Linked DNA regions of Canis lupus: region 2 is linked to region 1. A link is a contact called in public Hi-C data. All regions are on one chromosome and are shown on one strand. The core of a region is the stretch at or near the end of the contact, and the rest is flanking DNA. Distances in the headings are between cores, read along the strand shown.

Region 1 (4,818 bases), core at 1,962-4,461:
AAGCCGGTGGAAGCCATCGGGACCAATTGCAATGACAGGAGGAGATTCGCTGTTACTAGACAGGCAATGTCCTACGTCCAAAGTCAGTGGCTCATGCTGCCAAGCTGGGAAAGGCAAAGGCTGAAGAACTGGCCACCAAACTGGACTAAGTGGACATAAATTTTCTGTACATAAAAGTAATAAAAAGTTCTCTCAGCCAATGTCAAAAAAAGAGCCATTTCACATAGACTGTGTCTCGAAAATATCAGTCTCATGAAACAAAACTTATCTTTAATACTGATTTTTATTCCATTGTGTAAAAACTCTTAAAAATGTTTAACAGAGGACTTATACAAAAATGCTCATCACAACACTGTTGGTATAGCAAAAACTCAAATGCCCTTCATCAGGAAAATGGATATATAAATTGTGGTATATTCATTCATATAATGGGACACCAAAAGAGGGAAAAGAATGAAGCCCCTCTATAAACTCTCAGAATTATCCTTGGTTCTCCAAGTGTGGTCCCAAGAACAACAGCAGTAGCATCACCTACAAGTTTGTTAACTGAGCGAACCCTCCTCCTCAGACCTACTGAATTGGAAACTAAGTAGTTGGGGGCAGGGGCTGGGACAGCAAGTCAGGTTTTAAAAGTCCTCGAGGTGGGGGCACCTGGGTGGCTAAGTTGGTTCATCTCAGGGTCATGAGTTCAAGCCCCACATTAGGCTCCATTAAAAAAAAAAAAAAAAATGTCCTCCAGATGAATCAGACAGACTCGAGTCTGAGAGCTGCTATTATGAATGAAGATCAGTAACACCTGGGCAAGAAAAGCTAATCTCAGAAGAATATAAATAGGTTTACTGAAAAACGAAAAACTGGCTAACCAAAATAAGTGTTCAGAAGTACCGAGAAATATAATAAAGCTATTTTCAAAAAACCGAAAATTATTAATACAAGTTACTTTGTGGAAGAGGGTAAGTATGGAGAAGGGTCACACCAAGAACCTCTAAGAGTGACAGTGTTTTATTTCTTCAGTTAGACAGTGGGTATGAGAAATCTGGTTTATTAGTATTATCCTTGATGCATGTGTTGTAAATTATAGTTTTTTTGTACATGGTACTTTCTAAAAAAATTTTTTGAAGTATCACTGGAAAAGACGAGAGCCTGAGAACATATTGAAAAAAACAAACTATGAACATAAAGTAGGCTAGCCCATATGAACTCATTTCTAACAAAAGGCACAGGAAAAAAAAAAAAAAGAATGCACAGCAGGTGTTGCATATTTTTGTAGACTACTCAATGTTAAATATTTACAATGATTCACATGCTTCTTCAGTCTTCTGTTCCCTTCAATTTTTCCACAATGCCTAACTACCCAAAAAACAAGTTTTATATAGGGAGTATAACAGTTGACAAAATAATTCAGTGCCCACCCTACTATCACTCTCACCTTTGACTGAGTCTCTTTACCAGACTGGGATCCAAATCCTGACTAAACACAGAGTACAGCCTAAGGGAAGGCAATGGTTTTCAATCCTGGGCTCAAAAGTATTTTTCTTCTCTAATTTTCCAAAAATTCTTTCATAGAACTCCATTAAGTTCTGTTTATTTGTGATAAGGTTTCTAGTCAGTTAAAAGTGATCTTTTTTTAAGTGGAAGCAAAATAAGTTATGTGTGTGTGTGTGTGTGTGTGTGTGTGTTAGCATTAAGACTGTACAACAAAACCTCTTACAAACCATACCCAGATTGCCTCAAAAAACTCATTTGTTTTTAATTTATTTTCTCCCCTACAATGTGTTACTAAAATCATCAGAGAATAAAGCGTTGCTCATATGAATTAATTCCCCCAACAAGGGGAACCGAAGGATCAGCTTCAGCATCCAAAGAAAGGCAATTATGCACAATGAGCAAAGGAGGTGGCTCGAGGTTGCACTGCCAAGAAATGACATATTCCAGTGGATTCAAACCACCCTCTTCAAATTTTGGCATTCTATGGTACAAAAATAAAACTGGAGTTCATTGAAAAGCAAAGCTTGCCACCTGCTGCCCAATGGCATAATCGTAAAAGTTCAAATTATGTTCACATTTCTCAGCTGACATCCTTTTATGAATTGATCTGTGTTGATGTTTGCATTTTCTAGATTCATTAGTTCCAAGTCTTTTTTAAGATAAGAATATCAGCCCCAAAGTTTTTAAACCAGACACTATTTCAAACCCTTTACATAATCAACTCTAACCAATGCATGTAAAAGCAAAATAAACCAAAAAACAAAAACCCAACTTCCAAACTATTATACATGTTGTGTATATAATAAATCAACCAAACTGCAGTTGTGTCTATGATGGTATCCAGACCAGGGAAGAATGCCTTTGAAAATGTGCCAGCACTGTCCTATACTTCCATGGCCTGTCATCATTCTAGAGGATATGAAATACTAACTCCATTTTCTGATCCATGCAGACTTTAAAATGCAAACGTTAATAGTTTAACTGAGGTTTATACACACTTACACTACACAATCTTAAGTAGCAGTCCAGCTAACCAAAAAGAAAAAACTCGCCAACATGTCACCACTGCTATGTCAACTCCAAACACTTAAGCTTTTAAAAATCTTCATTAATATTGATCAGCATTTGTATTGTTTAAATGTTTCTAGCATTCTTCTTCATTTGAATTTATTCCAAGAAAATCTGAGAATTAAAACTATTTTTAGCCTTTTTTTTAAGAAGCAAACCTTCAGGTTTTGTCTCATTTTCCAACTCTGTGGATATGTGTATTCATGTCACCATCCCCTCAAAAAGAAACTCCAAACGCTGAGAGGAAAAAGTCAAACTCTGATTTCAGGGGGAAATTACCATCTTGAGAGGAAGAGGTCTTGGAAACCCATCACAGGCTGAATCAGGAGAGAGAAGGTGCACAGGCTGTGCCATAGATTCTTCTTTCACCCACGAACCTGGACAGGTGTGTAGTTCTTGGGAGCTTTGTGGCAAGCAGCCTCATCACACCACAGTGAGAACTCCCAATGTGATTCCCCTTTGAAATAAAGCTTTCAAGGCTCTTGCCTGAAGGAACTTGTCCATACGCAAAACAGCACCCACCCTCATTGAAGTTTTCTAATTGTCTGGAAACTACTCTGAAGGAGACTATAAAAAATAATTCACTTTCAAGACAGATGGCACCCTAATGTCACAGTAGTTCTTCAGATAGGTTTTCTCCCTTAACACTAGAGGCAGCATCTCCGTACAAAAGGAAGCCTGTCCAGCTGCACCCAGTTAAGCTCTTAGACACTGCTGTTTCTGCGAAATATCTCTCACACACATACAATGCCCTTTTTTCCTGTGGCTGGCCTCGCCCTTTCTTCCAAACCCTACAGGAACTATGAATTCACACACTATTATTGCTGCGTGTTTCTGACCAAGCAAAAATCTCTTTCCCAGCTCTCATTTAAATACCCCAACTAAACTGGTTTGAATTTGTAAGGTTGGTTAGGGTTGGGTTTGATCTTCCAGAGCACTATGTCTACAAGTCGGAAATGGTGCCTGGTGTGATGATACAGCAAGCTAATCATTTGATTAATTAATTTCAGGACTGTTAATGCTAGAACTGGATTTTGATGAAACAAGTCAAATATCTGACTTAGTGCCAGAAAATGAAACAGCACTACATATACTTTGTCCTATAAAAATACAACACTTCTACTAAAAACACCAAAGTAACTATTCATCCTACAAACAGAAAATAAACACAACAGGTACAGGTTGTTTGCTGAAATTAAAGAATATTTACTTGAACCCCTAGCACAGTATCTGACCCATAGTAAGTATTCAATAAATACATGTGAGATTGGAGGGGAGGTCCCAAATCATTTCTTTTGGTTTCCTGCCAAAGACTTCCTAGTAAAGCTTAACCAAAAAGCCTTACGGGTTTTTTTTTTTCCAAGTCTCTATTTAAATTCTAGTTAACATACAGTGTAGTATTAGTTGCAAGAATAGAATTTAATGGTTCATCACTTATATACAACACCTGGTGCTCATCACAAGTGCACACCTTAATCCTCATCACCCATTTAGCCCATCCCCCTACCCACCTCCCCTCCAGCAACCATCAGTGTGTTCCCTATAGTGAAGAGCCTGTGTCTGGGTTTGCCTCTCTTTTTCCCCTATGTTCATTCATTTTATTTCCTAAATTCCACATGAGTGAAATCATATGGTATTTGTCTTTCTCTAACTTATTTCACTTAGCATTATACTCTCCAGCTCCAACCACATTATTGCAAAAGGCAAGATTTCATTCTTTTTTATGGCTGAGTAATATTCCTGTGTGTATGCATGTGTGTACCCACATCTCCTTTATCCATCCATCAGTCGATGGACATTTGGGGTTCCTTCCATAATTTGGCTATTGTTCATAATGCTGCTACAAACATGGGGTGTATGTATCCTTCAAATTAGGAAAAAATCCTTATGTTCTATGAACATCCCAAATTAATTTGAATATAAAGGTGATATATGGAAGTTTTTTTAAGAGAAGCACAATATTTACTCACTAGCTTTGGAAAATATTTCTGATTTTGTAATCCTAGCATTATTATCAAGTAGCCTGGGGCTGGACTGATTACCTTACAGAGCAAATCACAAAAACTTTCCTAGGAACCCCTAGGCCTCAAGAGCTAAGTTAAACAAGTCTGAAACAAAATCGATAATTTGATATTACACAATAAACAATAAAATTTGTTTCAGATTTTAATTACTATTATTTCTTTTTATTACATGGCTTTCAACAACTAATGAGAATACAATCCAACTAGAAGCCAGATAATGCAATCCAACTAGAACAAT
Region 2 (4,847 bases), core at 1,079-3,578, 370 kb before region 1:
GAGGGACAGAGGTGGGTCTATAATGTAACCTCTAAATACACAGCAATTACAAGAGTCATGCTGGAAACCCAGCAATAAATTTCTATTTAATTAATAGAAAAGTTTTAAAAATGACAATTTCTTTCCCTCATAATTAGCTAACTCTAACATAAAATGCTCTCAGAAGCTTAAAAGTACATCAAGAAACTTGCAAAGCTATTCAACAAACCCCCCAAAATCTATTTTAAATAACTGGTGTTTCATGAATACATTTATAAGCATCTGTGGGGCATCCAGAAAGCAGTGTCCAACCATAAGACTTCTAAAAGTGAAAAACAATACATTCTTAGAATAAAATGCCTAACTCCTAATTCTTTCTATTATTTAAACATTCAGTAGTATTTAAAACATTTTTATTCTCATAGTGTAAATACACAAATGTGTCAAATGAGAAAGTTGTGTTGAAATCAGGATCACTGTCAACACCAAACCCACGTAGGGTGGGCAATTAATTAGGTTACCTTGGATTTCACTTTGTGTTAATAATAAGGCAGACTCAGAATTGACTTTGTAGCACTGGAATGTCTTGGAAATAAGTGGGAAGAGTTTATCTGTTTCTTCAGATCCATCATATTTATCCAACATAATTTTCTTTCCTTCTTCATGTGGATGGTTTAAGTTCAACTAAGAAACGTATTTTCTCTCTTCAAGCAATACTACATTTTACTACGGTTTCCAAGGAATGAATTATAATTTTTTAATCAGAAAAAATAACCCTTAAATCCTCCTAGGAAAGACAATGGCCAATGAACTCCATATGGAGACAAAACCAAGGCTTGGCCTCCTTGCACCAGCTGCAATCTGGCTGGCTCAGCTTTTCTGGCTTCCAGCTTTGCTATCTCCTTGCAACAGATTCTAAACATACCAATCTCAAACTGGGATAAGCCAAAATAACAGCAACACGTTTCCTTCTGCTCTTTCTTTTCAGTAGACCACTAGAAACTTACTCCTTTGTTGTCATTGTGACATCAATTGAGTGACTCCAGGATACAAATGTAGGTATTTTCAGGGGTGGATGCAAATATGGTGCATCATTTAAACAAACCTTGTTGTTTGATGGCAAGGAATGTTAAAAGAATTTGGAATGTCCCTAGAAGCTTTCCAAGTTTTTGTGGGCAGCATCAACTGTTCTTGGATTTAACCCATTCTATTTAGACCTTTCCACTTCCAAAGCCAGGGGCAATTTTCAGGTCACTCAGAAAACGTATACTACACGAATGTTTTGAAATCATAATTTAAATGTAAATAACTATTGTGAACAGTTTCTATCACTGGAGCTGTTCAAGGCTGTTTTGGGTGCTTCTGGAAGGTTCTCCTTTGTCTGAAAATGAATGTCCAGGAAAAGAAGCTTTGTATCAACAACAACAACTTTATCTTCACTTACTTTTCTACAAAATACTAACTTTTAGCTAAACAACAACTTTATCTTCACTTACTTTTCTACAAAATACTAACTTTTAGCTAAAGTAACTTTTCCAAAGTTGATGTTTTTTGCTTGAGAGCTGATTTCAATGGACTCTAAACCAGAAGTGACAAAAAAAAAAATCAAAACAAAACTATAAATAAATAAGCCAGAAGTGATCAAAGAAACGGTACATGGATTATTTATCAGCAATTCGAGAGGATTGGACAGAAAAACTCAAATTATTTTCAAAAATGATCTTCAGTAAAGTTATTGATACTACTTAATCCCTTGGTGATGACAAAACAGAAGAAAACATACTGGGTAAAAAGCTATCTTAAGGAAACAATTACTATTTCCAAAAAAAAAAAAAATTATCATTGTTAAAAACTGAAGAAGTCAATGGCCAAGACTGACTTCTACATTTCTTCAGAAATAGAAACGAGCCTACGAGCTTTTCCTGAGGACCTGCCCTCACAGCACACACGCGTCCCTGGCGAACGCCCATTGCTCGCCATGTGCGTGTAGACACAACAATGGACAGTCTTAAAAATGACACTTACCTTAAGTCGCAGACGTGCAATCATTTCCAGCTCATCCCTCTGTTCAAATGTCTCTTTCTGCTTCGTCAACCCCTCACAAGTTTCTCCTCCACGCGTGCAACTACCTAGAGATTCCTGTCCTGTCTCCTAAAATGCTGCCATCACCTCCACTGCCCTGATGCCGGCCAAAGGGGGAAAGCATGAAAAAAATGTCAAATTTGCAAGCTGTTTACGCCTAAGGACGACAGTGAAGCTGCTAAGCTTTGAGCTCAATGAATTAAAGGTTGTTTGGCTAAATGGCAGGCACACTTCCTCCTATTCTTTCTGAACTTAGTTTTCCTGCCTCCAGTGGAGCTTTTTCCTTTCCCGGGCTATAAATAGGCTGGTCGTAAGAGCACTGAGGAAAGAAGAAGGCAGGAAATGTATTTGATTTCAAAAAGCAGTCAGAGGTGTGTGTGTGTGTGTGTGTTTGTGTGTGTGTGTGTGTGTGTTTCTTTCAAGTGAACACCGATAAACAAGCTAAGGGAAATTCAGCTTTGGTAATGGTACCAGAGTCAAAGTTTAATTTCCTATTATCTTGGTTTCACTAAAGTGACATTTCCCACAAGCAAAGCTTGGGCTTGGCGATGTACCATCTTCTGTATAAAATACCGTCAACAAACCTACATCATCTCCTTCATTTCCCACAGGAATGAGCCAGAAGGAGAATTTCCTGGGGGAAGTGAGGGAAGGGGGCAGGCCACGGGGGTCAGTCACTACTCTGATTTCTTTTCATTCGAAAGAAGCTGAAGTACTTTTGAGGCAAGGTTCAACAACAGGAAGATATTAACAGGTGAACGAGAAAAGCAGATACTTTGGCTTAAAAGAAATTACGAAGCTAAGTTTATAAACTGGTCGTCCATCTGCATTAAACTAAAGATTGTCCACAGTTTTGCTACTCAAAGATATTTAACTTCTCTCATAATTACAACAGAAAATAAAAATTAGACCTCATTTTTCACATATCAGATGGACAGATCCAAATGTTGACGTTGTCAGATATCATTCAAGTGTGGAGGAGTAAGAATTCTCAAAACAGTCCATGGGAGTACAAATTGGCGTCAACTATGTTGAGAGTGATTCTCAATTTCTTGCAAAATATGAAGTTTACATACTCTAACAAAACACTTAAACATGGTTGATTTGGCAAAATGGGAGTACAGATCTTGAATGTGGGGACAGTCTGGTTTGTGATATACACATTTAGTGCTCTTCTATTTTTTTATACTGTGCATCCCATGCTTTAAAAACTTACTAATTTGGGGACGCCTGGGTGACTCAGCGGTTGAGCGTCTGCCTTTAACTCAGGGCATGATCCTGGTCCCAGGATCGAGTCCCACCTTGGGCTCCCTGCAAGGAGCCTGCTTCTCTCTGCCTGTGTCTTTGCCTCTCTCTCTGTAACTCTCATGAATAAATAAATAAAATCTTTATAAAAAAAAGAAACCTTACTAATTTTGAAGACACATTTTAGAAACTGTTATTACTTAAGGTCCTTCTCATGATTCTATTAGTTATCTATTGATTATCTATCATTTTCTGTTGGTCATTTGACACCTACCTCTGTCAACAGGCTGCTCTTTATATTGGGGGAACACTTTGAGAAGCAACACAGGGGAAGTCAGAGAATTCCCTTGATGGAGGGGCTGCTTGGTATGCTGTCTGCTGTCCTGGACCAGTAGCCTCAGTACCTCTTGGATCAGAATCTCAGAGTGGGGGAGGGGAGGAGCAATCTGTGTGATCTCCAGGTGACGCTGATGCTCCTTACAGTATGAAAAACAGTGGTCTACAAAATTATTTTGTTTATTAATATCCCACTTTAGAAAAAAGATTTGGGGACTATCATAAATAACACTGCAATGTGGGGCAGCCCCGGTGGCCCAGCGGTTTAGCGCTGCCTTCAGCCCGGTGTGACCCTGGAGACCCACGATCGAGTCCCACGTGAGGCTCCCTGCATGGAGCCTGCTTCTCCCTCTGCCTGTCTCTCTCTCTGTCTCTCTCTGTCTCTCTCTCTCTCTCATGAATAAATAAATAAAATCTTTAAAAAAATAACACTGTAATGTATATTTGAAAGTTGTTAAAGGAGTGGAACTTAGAAGTCCTTATCACAAGAAAAAAATGCTTGGTGGCAGATGTTGACTTACTGTGGTGATCATTTCATAATATATAGAAATATCAAATGATGATGTTGTATACCTGAAAGTTTACAATATTATATGTCCATTATACCTCAATTTAAAAAAATAAAATTGAACAAGATTTAAGGCAATTGATTTTGTTTTATAGAAGAATAATGAAAATTTCTAAATGCTTTTTATGCTGGTGACTCCTATTTAGAAGACTAGAAGAGTCTATATATATATATATAATATTAGGAAGACACACTAATCTCCCTGTTACTGTGAAGAAGTCACCTGGAGCAAAGCAATAGCAGCAGAAAGAACAAGCTGATGGTCTATAAGGGAGAGACAAAAGTTCTCTCTCATTTGGGGTAGTCATGATAAAAATGGATAAAGTCAAAGCCAACTTTACTTATATGTATATCTGAAAATTATACATTGCCTAAAATTAGATGAAACCAAAGAAAACAGGAAGAAATTAAGTCTCTAGTTGGAAACAAAATGTCCTATTTCCCTACTTTTGTTTAGTGATTTGATTATTGTTTTCAGATCCAGCCATTTCTCATCATCCATTTGTAGCCTTCATGTAAAGACCTGATAATAGATAGAATAGGTCAAACAATGAGCTCAGCCAGAGCTGGTGAGGGAAAAGCAAGAGTATGTACATTCCCAGGCACAGATGGGGAGGAAAAGATTTCTTTAAAAGAG

What was found. A called contact is a pair of places that touch in the nucleus more often than the background predicts.
Region 2: a contact with region 1 is called in a Hi-C map of skin fibroblasts, with 2.1 times the contacts expected there. The contact joins the promoter of RASGRP3 here to the enhancer-like site in region 1. A contact is called at or near these places in 2 of 9 Hi-C or Micro-C datasets (amygdala and skin fibroblasts).

What each region holds. Positions count from the first base shown.
Region 1 is chr17:26,285,839-26,290,656 of UU_Cfam_GSD_1.0, reverse strand. The region is part of intron 3 of LTBP1 (latent-transforming growth factor beta-binding protein 1); the gene reads right to left. Among named protein-coding and RNA genes, the nearest start is that of LTBP1, 64 kb to the right of the region's middle. Within about 2 kb of position 3,211, at least 2 of the 20 cell types and tissues checked have an H3K27ac peak or open chromatin away from gene starts, as enhancers often do.
Region 2 is chr17:26,650,947-26,655,793 of UU_Cfam_GSD_1.0, reverse strand. It overlaps RASGRP3 (ras guanyl-releasing protein 3), which reads right to left and starts at 2,328. Exons shown (of 19, transcript XM_038561250.1): 1 at 2,005-2,328.